Regions from separate parts of the Salmo salar genome. Here region 2 is linked to region 1. The links are chromatin contacts, called in public Hi-C maps. All regions are on one chromosome and are shown on one strand. Each heading gives the region's core, a stretch centred on a gene start, on an enhancer-like site or on the middle of the called end of the contact. The rest is flanking DNA. Distances are from core to core; before and after follow the strand shown.

Region 1 (6,217 bases), core at 1,079-3,578:
GGCTGTATCACAACTGGTCGTGATTGGGAGTCCCACAGGGCAGCGCACAATTGGCCCAGGTTTGGCTGGGGTAGGCCGCCATTGTAAATAAGAATTTGTTCTTAACTGACTTGTCTAGTTAAATAAAGGTAAAATAAATCATTTAAAAAATAACTTAAACATGGACTTACTCAAAAACAGCAGCTCTTTGCTGCGTTCGTTGAGTTGCTCTAGTCATGGTTTTAAACGTTTTGAAATCTCACATTATACATTTTGCTGTGTGTTCAAGGCTTCTTTTTACAGTCTAGGGAACGAGGAAACTGTGCAGACATGGTGATCTGAGCTATCTGATTGGCCAGCGGGAGGCCTATAAGTGCACCTGATTTGCTAGTGGGGTTAGGGTGGTGAGTTTCCTCTGTTTGGAGTGGGGTTAGGGTGGTGAGTTTCCCCTGTTTAGAGTGGGGTTAGGGTGGTGAGTTTCCCCTGTTTAGAATGGGGTTAGGGTGGTGAGTTTCCCCTGTTTAGAATGGGGTTAGGGTGGTGAGTTTCCCCTGTTTAGAATGTGGTTAGGGTGGTGAGTTTCCCCTGTTTAGAGTGGGGTTAGGGTGGTGAGTTTCCCCTGTTTAGAGTGGGGTTAGGGTGGTGAGTTTCCCCTGTTTAGAATGGGGTTAGGGTGGTGAGTTTCCCCTGTTTAGAATGGGGTTAGGGTGGTGAGTTTCCCCTGTTTAGAGTGGGGTTAGGGTGGTGAGTTTCCCCTGTTTAGAATGGGGTTAGGGTGGTGAGTTTCCCCTGTTTAGAGTGGGGTTAGGGTGGTGAGTTTCCCCTGTTTAGAATGGGGTTAGGGTGGTGAGTTTCCCCTGTTTAGAATGGGGTTAGGGTGGTGAGTTTCCCCTGTTTAGAGTGGGGTTAGGGTGGTGAGTTTCCCCTGTTTAGAATGGGGTTAGGGTGGTGAGTTTCCCCTGTTTAGAGTGGGGTTAGGGTGGTGAGTTTCCCCTGTTTAGAATGGGGTTAGGGTGGTGAGTTTCCCCTGTTTAGAATGGGGTTAGGGTGGTGAGTTTCCCCTGTTTAGAATGGGGTTAGGGTGGTGAGTTTCCCCTGTTTAGAATGGGGTTAGGGTGGTGAGTTTCCCCTGTTTAGAGTGGGGTTAGGGTGGTGAGTTTCCCCTGTTTAGAATGGGGTTAGGGTGGTGAGTTTCCCCTGTTTAGAATGGGGTTAGGGTGGTGAGTTTCCCCTGTTTAGAGTGGGGTTAGGGTGGTGAGTTTCCCCTGTTTAGAGTGGGGTTAGGGTGGTGAGTTTCCCCTGTTTAGAGTGGGGTTAGGGTGGTGAGTTTCCCCTGTTTAGAATGGGGTTAGGGTGGTGAGTTTCCCCTGTTTAGAATGGGGTTAGGGTGGTGAGTTTCCCCTGTTTAGAGTGGGGTTAGGGTGGTGAGTTTCCCCTGTTTAGAATGGGGTTAGGGTGGTGAGTTTCCCCTGTTTAGAATGGGGTTAGGGTGGTGAGTTTCCCCTGTTTAGAATGGGGTTAGGGTGGTGAGTTTCCCCTGTTTAGAATGGGGTTAGGGTGGTGAGTTTCCCCTGTTTAGAGTGGGGTTAGGGTGGTGAGTTTCCCCTGTTTAGAATGGGGTTAGGGTGGTGAGTTTCCCCTGTTTAGAATGGGGTTAGGGTGGTGAGTTTCCCCTGTATAGTGTTTTTTTCTGTGAACATTTCTGTGAAACTGTGTACGTTTTACTTGTTGATTTTGAAAATCAAAATGTGCCAATGTGTTTGTCTACATGCCATTTAACAACAATGCAGATATTGGAGTAAACCTATTTTGGGTTAAGACAAGTAACTATGAGTAAGGGCAAACCTTGTAATAAGCTTGCAAGCTGAATTTGAATAAGATATCCGATTTACACTTTGCATTTATAATGGTTGTTTTTACTATATCTAATAACTTACCAAACCATTGATGAATCACTAAATAAAATAAATACATGTCTCTCGTCTGCCCCTGCAAGCCGGTCGGTTGGTATACGCGTCATCACACTCCGTCATCTGATTGGTCGAGTAGGTGAGCCTTCTGACTTTGTCGCTGTAGTAACTAGTGACAACCAAGGTGTTGTAGCAAACGAGTTGCCTAGGCAACACCCCCCCCCTGCAGCAGCAGCACACAAAAAAATATAATGAATAGAACAGGCTTGGAACCTCTAACTGGCAATTTGACTGGTAAACTCATGTGTACACTCGCAATGGCTGCCTGATGCAGTAATTTCCATGGTCATGTAGAATGTTCATTCAAAGGATCTTAACTGATGTGGTTCATGCAATGGAATGTATTTTTTGTATTGGCAGTTGAGTTGTTTTAACATACCACAGCACATGTTGATGGGTACACTTCCTGCTTTTACTTCCTTCTTTTACTTCCTTCTTTGCTCCTATTTGTAGACTCGCAATGGCCGCCAGTCCACCCATTATGCCATCATTGACATGAATGGAGACACCAGTTCTATTCATTCTATTTCTATGGCAGCACATGCAGTCAGGAGTGGAGGAGAGGAGAAAATGACCGTGTTTCTTTTTTCGCTATCCGAACGGTTATTACGGTAACCGCAATCATTTGGCTGGCCAACTACCGTCATCCAAAATCCATGACCGTCACAGCCCTAGTCTTTCCCTGACCCTGAATCCGATCTCATACAGCCCCATTCCTCGTGAGACACACACACACACACACACACACACACACACACACACACACACACACACACACACACACACACACACACACACACACACCACCGCTCATCCTGCTCCCTTGATCTTTGCGTGGTAAGACCCAGGCCCATTATCAACTGTATACCTGTATCAGGACCCATGGTGAGGGGGATTCTGTGTGTAGTAACAGAGTTATGACCTCCTCCTTGGATAGAGCCAGGATGAAGGCTTGGCCTGTGTGTGTGTGTGTGTGCATAATGTGTACTATGGAGGCTTGCTAAAGGCTTCTGCATGCTTCAGTTGGCTGGCAGCTAGCCAAACTCGCATACCCCCTTAAAAAAAGACCTTCACTTAAAAAATGAGAAAAAGATGCAATAGCCTGTTTGTCCATCTTGAGGCGATGTAGCCAGTATACACTTTCACAAAATAGTCAGAATTAATCTAATAAATTGCAGAATTTTCCAAGCGAAAAAATGTGTGTGAAATCAAGTCATCTCTCAAATTGCAAGAATCACTACTGTTGACCAATTACCAACGAAGGGGTGTAGACCCAAAACAACGGCGCTGCAGAAGGGGCAGACTGAGCGGTCTTCTGGTCAGGCTCCGTAGACGGGCACATTGCGAACCGCTCCCGAGCATACTACTCGCCAATGTCCAGTCTCTTGACAACAAGGTAGACGAAATCCGAGCAAGGGTTGCCTTCCAGAGAGACATCAGAGATTGTAACGTTCTTTGTTTCATGGAAACATGGCTCACTCGGGATACCTTATCAGATTCGGTACAGCCACCCGGTTTCTTCACGCATCGCGCCGACAGAAACAAACATCTCTCTGGTAAGAAGAAGGGCGGGGGTGTATGCCTTATGATTAACGAGGCGTGGTGTGATCATAACAACATACAGTAACTGAAGTCCTTTTGTTCACCTGACCTAGAATTCCTTACAATCAAATGCCGACCGCATTATCTACCAAGAGAATTCTCTTCGATCATAATCACAGTCGTGTATATCCCGCCCCAATCAGACACATCGATGGCCCTGAAAGAACTTCATTTGACTATGTAAACTGGAAACCACATATCCTGAGGCTGCATTTATTGTAGCTGGGGATTTTAACAAGGCTAATCTGAAAACAAGGCTCTCTAAATTTTATCAGCATATCGAATGCGCGACCCGAGCTGGCAAAACCCTTGATCATTGTTATTCTAAATTCCGCGACGCATATAAAGTCCTCCCCCACCCTCCTTTCGGAAAATCTGACCACGACTCCATTTTGTTGCTACCAGCCTATAGACAGAAACTAAAACAGGAAGCGCCCGTGCTCAGGTCTGTTCAACGCTGGTCCGAACAATCGGATTCCACGCTTCAAGATTGCTTCGATCACGTGGACTGGGATATGTTCCGCATAGCGTCGGACAATAACATTGATGAATACGCTGATTCGGTGAGCGAGTTTATTACCAAGTGCATCGGTGATGTTGTACCAACAGCGTCTATTAAAACATTCCCCAACCAGAAACCGTGGATTGATGGCAGCATTCGCGCAAAACTGAAAGCACGAACCACTGCTTTTAATCAGGGAAAGGTGACCGGGAAACATGACCGAATACAAACAGTGTAGCTATTCCCTCCGCAAGGCAATCAAACAAGCTAAGCATCAGTATAGAGACAAAGGAGAGTCGCAATTCAACAGCTCAGACACGAGAGGTATGTGGCAGGGTCTACAGTCAATCACGGACTACAAAAGGAAAACCAGCCCCGTCGCGGACCACAATGTCTTGCTCCCAGACAAACTAAACAACTTTTTTGCTCGCCACTGACACGGTCCGCTACCAAAACCTGCGGGCTGTCCTTCACTGCAGCCAATGTGAGTAAAACATTTAAACGTGTTAACCCATGCAAGGCTGCCGGCCCAGACGGCATCCCCAGCCGCGTCCTCAGAGCATGCGCAGCAGACCAGCTGGCTGGTGTGTTTACGGGCATATTCAATCAATCCTTATCCCAGTCTGCTGTTCCCACATGCTTCAAGAGGGCCACCATTGTTCCACAAGCATTTCGCTACACTCGCATTAACATCTGCTAACCATGTGTATGTGACAAATAAAAATTGGATTTGACTTCAGCTGTGAACTTCAGCTTACCTTGAAAAAAAGTATTAGTGTGCACGAACAGCTGAAAAAACCTTACTGAAAACCAAAACGAATGAAAACATTACAAAATGTCATCATAACAAATGCACGAACTGTTCCGAACTGTTTCGGATGGGAAGTATGCGGACGACCTTATGACTCTGCCATCTATGGAGCCCCAGGGGGCAGTGGTGCCATCTCCCCCCTCATTATCCCCCTGTCCTCCTGCTTATAGAGACCCTGGCCAGTATTGCCAAAATCTACTAGTAGTCTGGTCACAGATCTGTTTGTGCTGTATTGGAGTTGGTTAAAGCTTGGTCCAAGATCTGTTTGTGCTGTATTGGATTTGGTTATTGCCTGGTCCCAGATCTACTTACAGTATATAGTACAACCAGATCTGGGACTAGGCTTATCTACTGGGGACTGGAGGGAAATTGTGGAGAGGACATGGAGAAAGAACATTTATATGATGTAATGATAATAGAGAGATTAAACAACCAGGCTAGGACTGCTATGGGGATAGCTTTTGTGATTTTGTGTCATAAAAAGCTGCAGAATTCACATCCTTCTTTCCTTCCTGTTCTGATCCAGACCTCGGGACTGGGATGTTTCACACTGACATAACTCAAATCAAATGTTATTTGTCACATGCGCCGAATACCGTGAAATGCTTACACAAGCCCTTAACCAGTTCAAGAAATAGTGTTAAGAAAAGTAAAAAGTAACACAATAAAATTACATAACAATAACAAGACAATATACAGGGGGTACCGGTACCCGGTCAATGTGCGGGGGTAATTTGAGGTAATTTGTAAAGGTAGGGGTAAATTGACTATGCATAGATAATGAACAGTGAGTAGCAGCAGTGTTAAAAACAAAGGTGGGCCAATGTAAATAGTCTGGGTGGCCATTTGATTAATTGTTCAGCAGTCTTATGGCTTGGGGGTAGAAGCTGTTAAGGAGTCTTTTGGACCAAGACTTGGAGCTCCGGTACCGCTTGCCGTGCTGTAGCAGAGAGAACAGTCCATGACTTGGGTGACTGGAGTCTTTTGACAATTTTTTGGGCCTTCCTCTGACACCGCCTGGTATATATAGGTCCTGGATGGCAGGAAGCTTGACTTCAGTGATGTACTGGGCCGTACGGACTACCCTCTGTAGCGCCCTACAGTCAGATGCCGAGCAGTTGCCATACCAGGCGGTGATGCAACCGGTCAGGATGCTCTATGGTGCAGCTGTAGAACTTTTTCATGATCTGGGGATCCATGCCAAATCTTTTCAGTCTCCTGAGGGGAAAAAGGAGTTGTTGTGCCCTCTTCACGACTGTCTTGGCGTGTTTGGACCTTGATAGTTTGTTGGTGATGTGGACACCAAGGAACTTGAAACTCTCAACCCACTCCACTACAGCCCCGTCAATGTTA
Region 2 (6,217 bases), core at 1,413-3,912, 58 kb after region 1:
CTTGCCATGGACTGTCTCTCCACACCCAAACTGCCAACCTTTATCATTCACACTTTCTCACACATGCACAACACACAAACCTCTTTCTTCCTCCTAATCTAACAGACCAACAAGAAAAGGAACAGGAAGGCGAGGTCGATAATGGTGGAAATTAAAAATTCAGTGCCTCAATTAATAAAATTATGTTAATGGAGGTCAGCAGAGGCTAAAGCTCTGTTGGCTGGTTTGGGCCTCAGTCGGAATAACACTGACTGTGTGACTCAAACAGCCCCAAAATACATAATAAATCAATTAATGAAGTGTCATATCTGGATCCTTAGGGATCGCTGCACAGCCTGAACAGCCTGCCCTGTCTGCTGTCCATTCAGCACTGCTGTCAAGGGAGCATGTGAGGACAATGGAGGAAATACGTTTGTAGCGATCTCTGCTGGTGAATATAGGAAACTGCATCTTAGTGCATCATGGAAGTAATGGAAAATGGGACAACAGTGCCACCTGCTGTCTCATTCATACCAGTACAGGGACGGAGTAATGCAAGGTGCAGTAACAATAATCCCATTATCCATTATCTCAAAGCCATCCTCACTGACACTGTGGTTGTGTCCACAACACGACTGTAATGTAGTCAACCTGGAACGTGCCCAGTATCTTTCTGGAAATCAAACCTCAGGGAAAACACCAGGACTGTACAGCGCTCTGACATCACCAACATCTGGAAGAGAAGCCAGCCAATCAAAGACGTCTGCACAGCAGCCAGAGAGCAGCCAAGAAAACAAAGAGCATCATGCAGGAACTCCTGTTCACAGTTCCCAGTTCCCTACAAACACGCACACGCACATATGCACGAGTGCATACACACATGCACACGCACGTGCACACTCACAGTTCGTAGTATAAAACAGGGAAACAAGTTGGAAACAACTTTCTTCTTGTTCAAATTGAGAGCATATTGGCTTGGGTTAGATCTCTGATGAATGTAGGCTAGGATTGTGTAGTCACAGGAAGATGCTGTCTAGTTATAATTACAACACACTGGCCACAACGTCGGTAAAAGTATAGAAGTGCCAGCCTACAGTGGCATATACGCAAGCGCACACACACACACACAGTTACTTAATCTTGAATGTGCAAGTAGACAATAGTATCCCTCTCTACTGTTGCAAAGAATTACTTCATTTTGAGTGCACTGGTGGTTAAATATATAGAGACTTGTGATTGGCTTACCATGGTCATATGACTGCAGACGCTTGGCCTAGTAGTTGAGCTTTCCATATGGAAGGGGTGCTCAGTTACATTCGGCAGTGGGTCTATTTTTTCTTTTTTGGGGGGGCCGGAACAGAGTTATAAATAATTTGTACACTGCAGAATCTCAAACAGATATAGTATTTGAGAAAAATATAATAATTTCAAACCTTGATTACATTGGGATATACGATCACATATGCCACTCTTCTTATGTGTGGGGATACTTGGGAACAGATTTCCTAAATTAAAATCACTTTGAGCTCATGTTGTTTTGTTCTCAGGTGACTTTGGGGGCCAAATAAAATCACACACGGGCTGAATTTGGCCCGCAGGCCACCCATTTGGGAACTCTGCCATATGGTACAGATCAGATGAACACCAGGGGAATTACTCCATGCCTAAATTTACATTGAAAATCACCTCTTAAAACACGGTAAAGATTCAGTACACCATCAGAGGAAGCCCCGTCTTCCTGGAATAGACTCTCTGCTCTGTAAAAAAAATAAACTCTCTCACCCCTCTCTTTTTCTCCTCTCCCTGAGTTTCTCTCTCCCAGTCTTTCTCTGTTCTCTCTCTCTCCTTCTCTTTCTCTGTGTCACTGTCTGTCTGTCTGTCTGTCTGTCTGTCTGTCTGTCTGTCTGTCTGTCTGTCTGTCTGTCTGTCTGTCTCTCTGTCTCTCTTTCTCTCTGTCTAAGGAGACCACCCAGGATTATGTTTTCACAGCAAGCTACATCTCCTTGGACTCAGACATAGGCTATAACACACACCCCAGTTCTGTAAGGCATGAAGCTGTCCAAACCAGAAAGACTACGGTGTGGATAGTGGATACCTAAGGCCATTATCAAACTGTTTTAAACAGCAAATCCCCTAATGATGTTTTACCTAATTTAGTTCAGAATTAGCTGTTATGTGACATCAGTGTTGGCCTACCAGTCCAGGACATGTGTTGCCTAATCATGGTCTTCTATTCTACTCTGTTTTGCTCTTATCCTTTACAAAACAAAGGAGTGATCATAAGAGAATTAAACTAGACTTTGTCTGATAGTAATTGAAAACACATAGCCTACAAAATAGCCTAGTTAAAAACTACAACACCATCCATCTCTCTCTTCCCTTTGAAGATGATGGGACAATGAATAGGCTAGACCAGGGGTATTCAACTCTTACCCTAAGAGATCTGGAGCCTGCTTTTCTCTTCTTCCTGATAATTAATTGCATACACCTGGTTTCCCAGGTCTAAATAAGTCTCTGATTAGAGGGGAACAATGAAAAAAGCAGTGGAACTGGCTTCAGTGAGGTTGAGTGGGCTAGACAGAGGGAGATATGAACAGACCACAATCAAATGTATTTAATTTTTTTGTAGGCTACTCAAACAGCAACAGTGTAATACTTTATAAATGTTCCCGTTAGTTTTGAAATAACACAACGATGCTGAATAGTGGCCCCTCGTTCATGCACTGACTTCCAGGGGAAACCGCTTTGTTACGAACTGTATCCACATTTTACGCGGGTGAACTCAAGTCCGCCTCAATTAAAAACACAGCAGGCCTACCCAGAGAAGTAGGGGTTTTGGAGAAATAACGGGTACTGTCTCTTTAAGATCTCTTGGCTAGTCTGCTTCGTATTGATCAATCCACCATTTTCCAACACACAGCGGCGGCAGTGGTAACAGCGACGGCTACTGCGAGAGATAGCCCTACCTGGAGACGCCAGGACCCGGGGCAGTCATGGCAGCGAACATGTACCGGGTTGGAGGTAAGGGGAACACAGTTATGGACAATTTAGTGTCCTTTATGTCGCGTTCTCCCTGGTTCGTCGCGGGTTTTGCAGCCATGGTTTTGTCCTTTTTTTTTTATTTCCTAAAGCTAAAGTGCCTTGTGCTTCAGTCAGTGATGAAGATGATGGTGACTGAGGAGGAGGAGGATGGTGATGAAGAGTCTCGTAGGGACCCCGGGTTTTTTCCCCTCGTTGTTTCTAAACGTATCACTGCTGTTACACAAACCAATATGGTCGTCTTTAGTTAACATTTTTTAGTTTTTATTAAAATAATTATTCAACGATACGCTTTTAAAAGTAAAGTTTGGCTTGCCAGTCGGCTAGCTAACGCATTAGTTGGCTAACAGGCTATTTGGCATTTTGTATTTTGAGGCAGAACACGAAAACGTTACTAACTGCTGCTGGTCTCTGAAGTTGTACTTTCAGAATTATAATAAAGTACAATAGTGCCTATTGTCTAGTCAAAGTAGCTGTATTATAACAGACTGACCTTTTTGAATTTATATCAAATTGATCAGCATTTGCGTTTCATAATATATACAACTTTACAATAACAATAGCTACCTAGCAAGGTTAGTCTACTCGGGTTGAAGTTGACTTAAATGAGTTTCCGACTCACCTGGCTCGTTCAGTGCATGGGAATAGTTAGTATACTGAGGTCCGGTGTCACACTCCCCTGCAATACATTTAAATTAGTTTGTCAACAAATTGGTAACTGTATCCAGCAGTAGTCTAGTCGAGCCACAGGTTTTAAACCAAGCTTCATTCATTGTCAGCTGGTGTGAAAATGTTTCTGTTTGACCACAACAGTGTGTGTCAGCAGCACCAGATGTGGATTGTAATGGATGGGGTCAATGGGACCAGTCATAGAGGAAACCACTTTTACTTATTTAACTATTTAACATAGAGGAAACAATACTATGTAACAACAATAGCCTAGCCTACCCTCTAACTATTAATTCATGTTAACTGTCTTTCAGTTGTTTATGAATCATTTGTTTGTTTGTGAGACAACTCTGTCACACTAGTGTTCATAAAATATAGAGTTTAGTTGGCACTGTACAGAAATGGTAACAGTTATTCTGTCTGTCTGCTTGTTATCATGCTGATTCTGCTTAATAGAGGACTCATTTCATTGTTTTGGAAAGTGGGGAATTCAAGCCACTCATTGCTGTGCACACAGTTGGTGCCACAGAGTAGTTTATGGCAGATCATTTTAATTGATAGCTGGGGAATGCATCTTTTTGACAGCAGATTCATTACAGCGGCGCACTCATTTTTAGAAATGATGGACTTTTGATGGAACTGTTTGACAGTTTCTCAAGAACCTCTGATGAATAGCCATTCAATCAGTGCCAAGATAGTAAAGGTAAGCCTACATTTTAGAGGGAGAAATTATTTAGAATAGCCATGTCAATCAATAAAATGTATTTTATGAAACCCTTTTTACATCAGCAGTTGTCACAAAGTGCTTTACAGATACCCAGCCTAAAACCCCAAGGAGCAAGCAATGCAGAGGCAGTTCAGCGCAGTGGCTAGGAAAAACTCCCTAGAAGGCAGTAACCTTGGAAGAAACCTAGAGAGGAATCAGGCTCCAAGGGGTGGCCAGTCCTCTTCTGACCTGCTACATTCCCTTTAGGTCCCGTTTGGCCCTACAACCACAGTCGTTGCCTCAGCTCTTTGGTTCAATGTCGAACCGCTCATGGCAGTACACTGAAATCTAATAAGGTCCAGGATCAAATGGATGCCACTCTGGGTAGGTGCCTTGTCCCCTTCTCCAGTCTAGGGCATTGCCTGGCATCTGAGCAAAGCCGAGTTCCCCTCAAAGATAGCTGACACTTAAAAAGACAATGCTGTAGACAAGGCTGGATCATCACAGAGGCAATGAGGAGGACTTCCCTTGTGGCTGAAGCGTGGACAAAGCCTGTCACACATACACAGTAGGCTAGCTAGGCCCTAATGTCTTTGTTTCCCACAGCAGATTACTCTTCTGGGCCCTCAACATTTTCTACCCCAAAGTCCATTTACCCTTACTCCTTCCGATAGATCACTTATTTGTCTTTGTTTTCTGTAGATCACTCTTCTGGAGAGCGAGCCTCATCTGGCATTTAGGGTCCCTGACCATTTTACCCTCCAAAACCCAAAGGAAATGATAAAAACAAGGGTCTGTATGGTTGTTGGTTGTTTTTCATTTTGGAGTCACACAGCATTATTGTGAACTAACATCATAGTATCCTAAACTGATCTCCTGTCCCTGGCATAAGAGGAAAGTTGCTTGATCAGTAGCATCAATCTGGCATTTTCAGCTTATTGTCTTGGCTAACACGCACTGAATGAGCAACAAATTGTCATCATGGCCACTTTCCCTGTAGGTGTGTAGTCTCAGGCCCCCTGGGGTCAAAGTTCAGGAGAGGATCCAGGTAGTTGGATGCTTGGACAAGCTTTACTATTCAGTTGGATTGGCTCTTCTTTGGTAAAAGCCCCCCATGGCACTATCACATGGAATCTTCCTTACAAATGTGATTGGCTACATGTCATGCAGAGAGTGCATGATGGGATCGATGTTTGGGTAAAGGAAGACCGTAAGGACAGAAAGCAGCAATATCTTCAGCAAGTGGCCCTCAGTGGAAATGTCAATCACTGACCCCTTGAGTGTGATGTACTTCTGCGTTGCTTGGTCTCTGGGCTTCTGTATAAGTACTATGTGACAAGGGCTTTATTAATACATTTGATGTGATTTCGATCCGTAGCAATAACCGGAATATTTTCCCAGCAGAGAACATATTGTGACGGTAAAATGACAAGTGACCAGTGGCAACACAGACGTTTGTACACTGCGTCTCCTCAGAGCCAAACTGTGGTAGACAGCATCTCTTTGGCAGCAGAATTGATACAGGCTCTCTGACAGAGGGTGAACACACTGCTCAGATAGGAAAAAGGTGGAGGCTATGCCTTCTAACAGTCACAGACAGTATGGAGGATCATACCAAGTTTGGCTAGTGTTAGAACAGGCCCTGCATTTTCTTTACCTATCTGAGTGAGATAGATGGACAGACTGTCTTTGGGGCTCAGCTACATGCTACGATTGGCTCTGAGGGAATTTGACTGCACTGTGACGTGGCGGGTAGTGATGGCGCATGATTGGCTGAGGCCGGCAGTGGGGGAGGGGTGGGGGTAGCAGACGCTGGCTGTGGGC

What was found. Hi-C and Micro-C count contacts between places; a contact is called where the count stands out from the background.
Region 2: a contact with region 1 is called in a Hi-C map of blood, with 10 times the contacts expected there. The contact joins the promoter of mta1 here to the enhancer-like site in region 1. A contact is called at or near these places in 3 of 3 Hi-C or Micro-C datasets (blood, gill and muscle).

Annotation. Positions count from the first base shown.
Region 1 is chrssa01:42,628,418-42,634,634 of Ssal_v3.1, forward strand. All of the region lies in intron 2 of crip2 (cysteine-rich protein 2), which reads right to left. Among protein-coding and RNA genes, the nearest start is that of crip1, 31 kb to the left of the region's middle. Within about 2 kb of position 2,329, at least 2 of the 13 cell types and tissues checked have an H3K27ac peak or open chromatin away from gene starts, as enhancers often do.
Region 2 is chrssa01:42,686,291-42,692,507 of Ssal_v3.1, forward strand. mta1 (metastasis associated 1) reads left to right here and starts at 2,663. Exons shown (of 17, transcript XM_014195485.2): 1 at 2,663-3,000. The coding sequence starts at 2,973.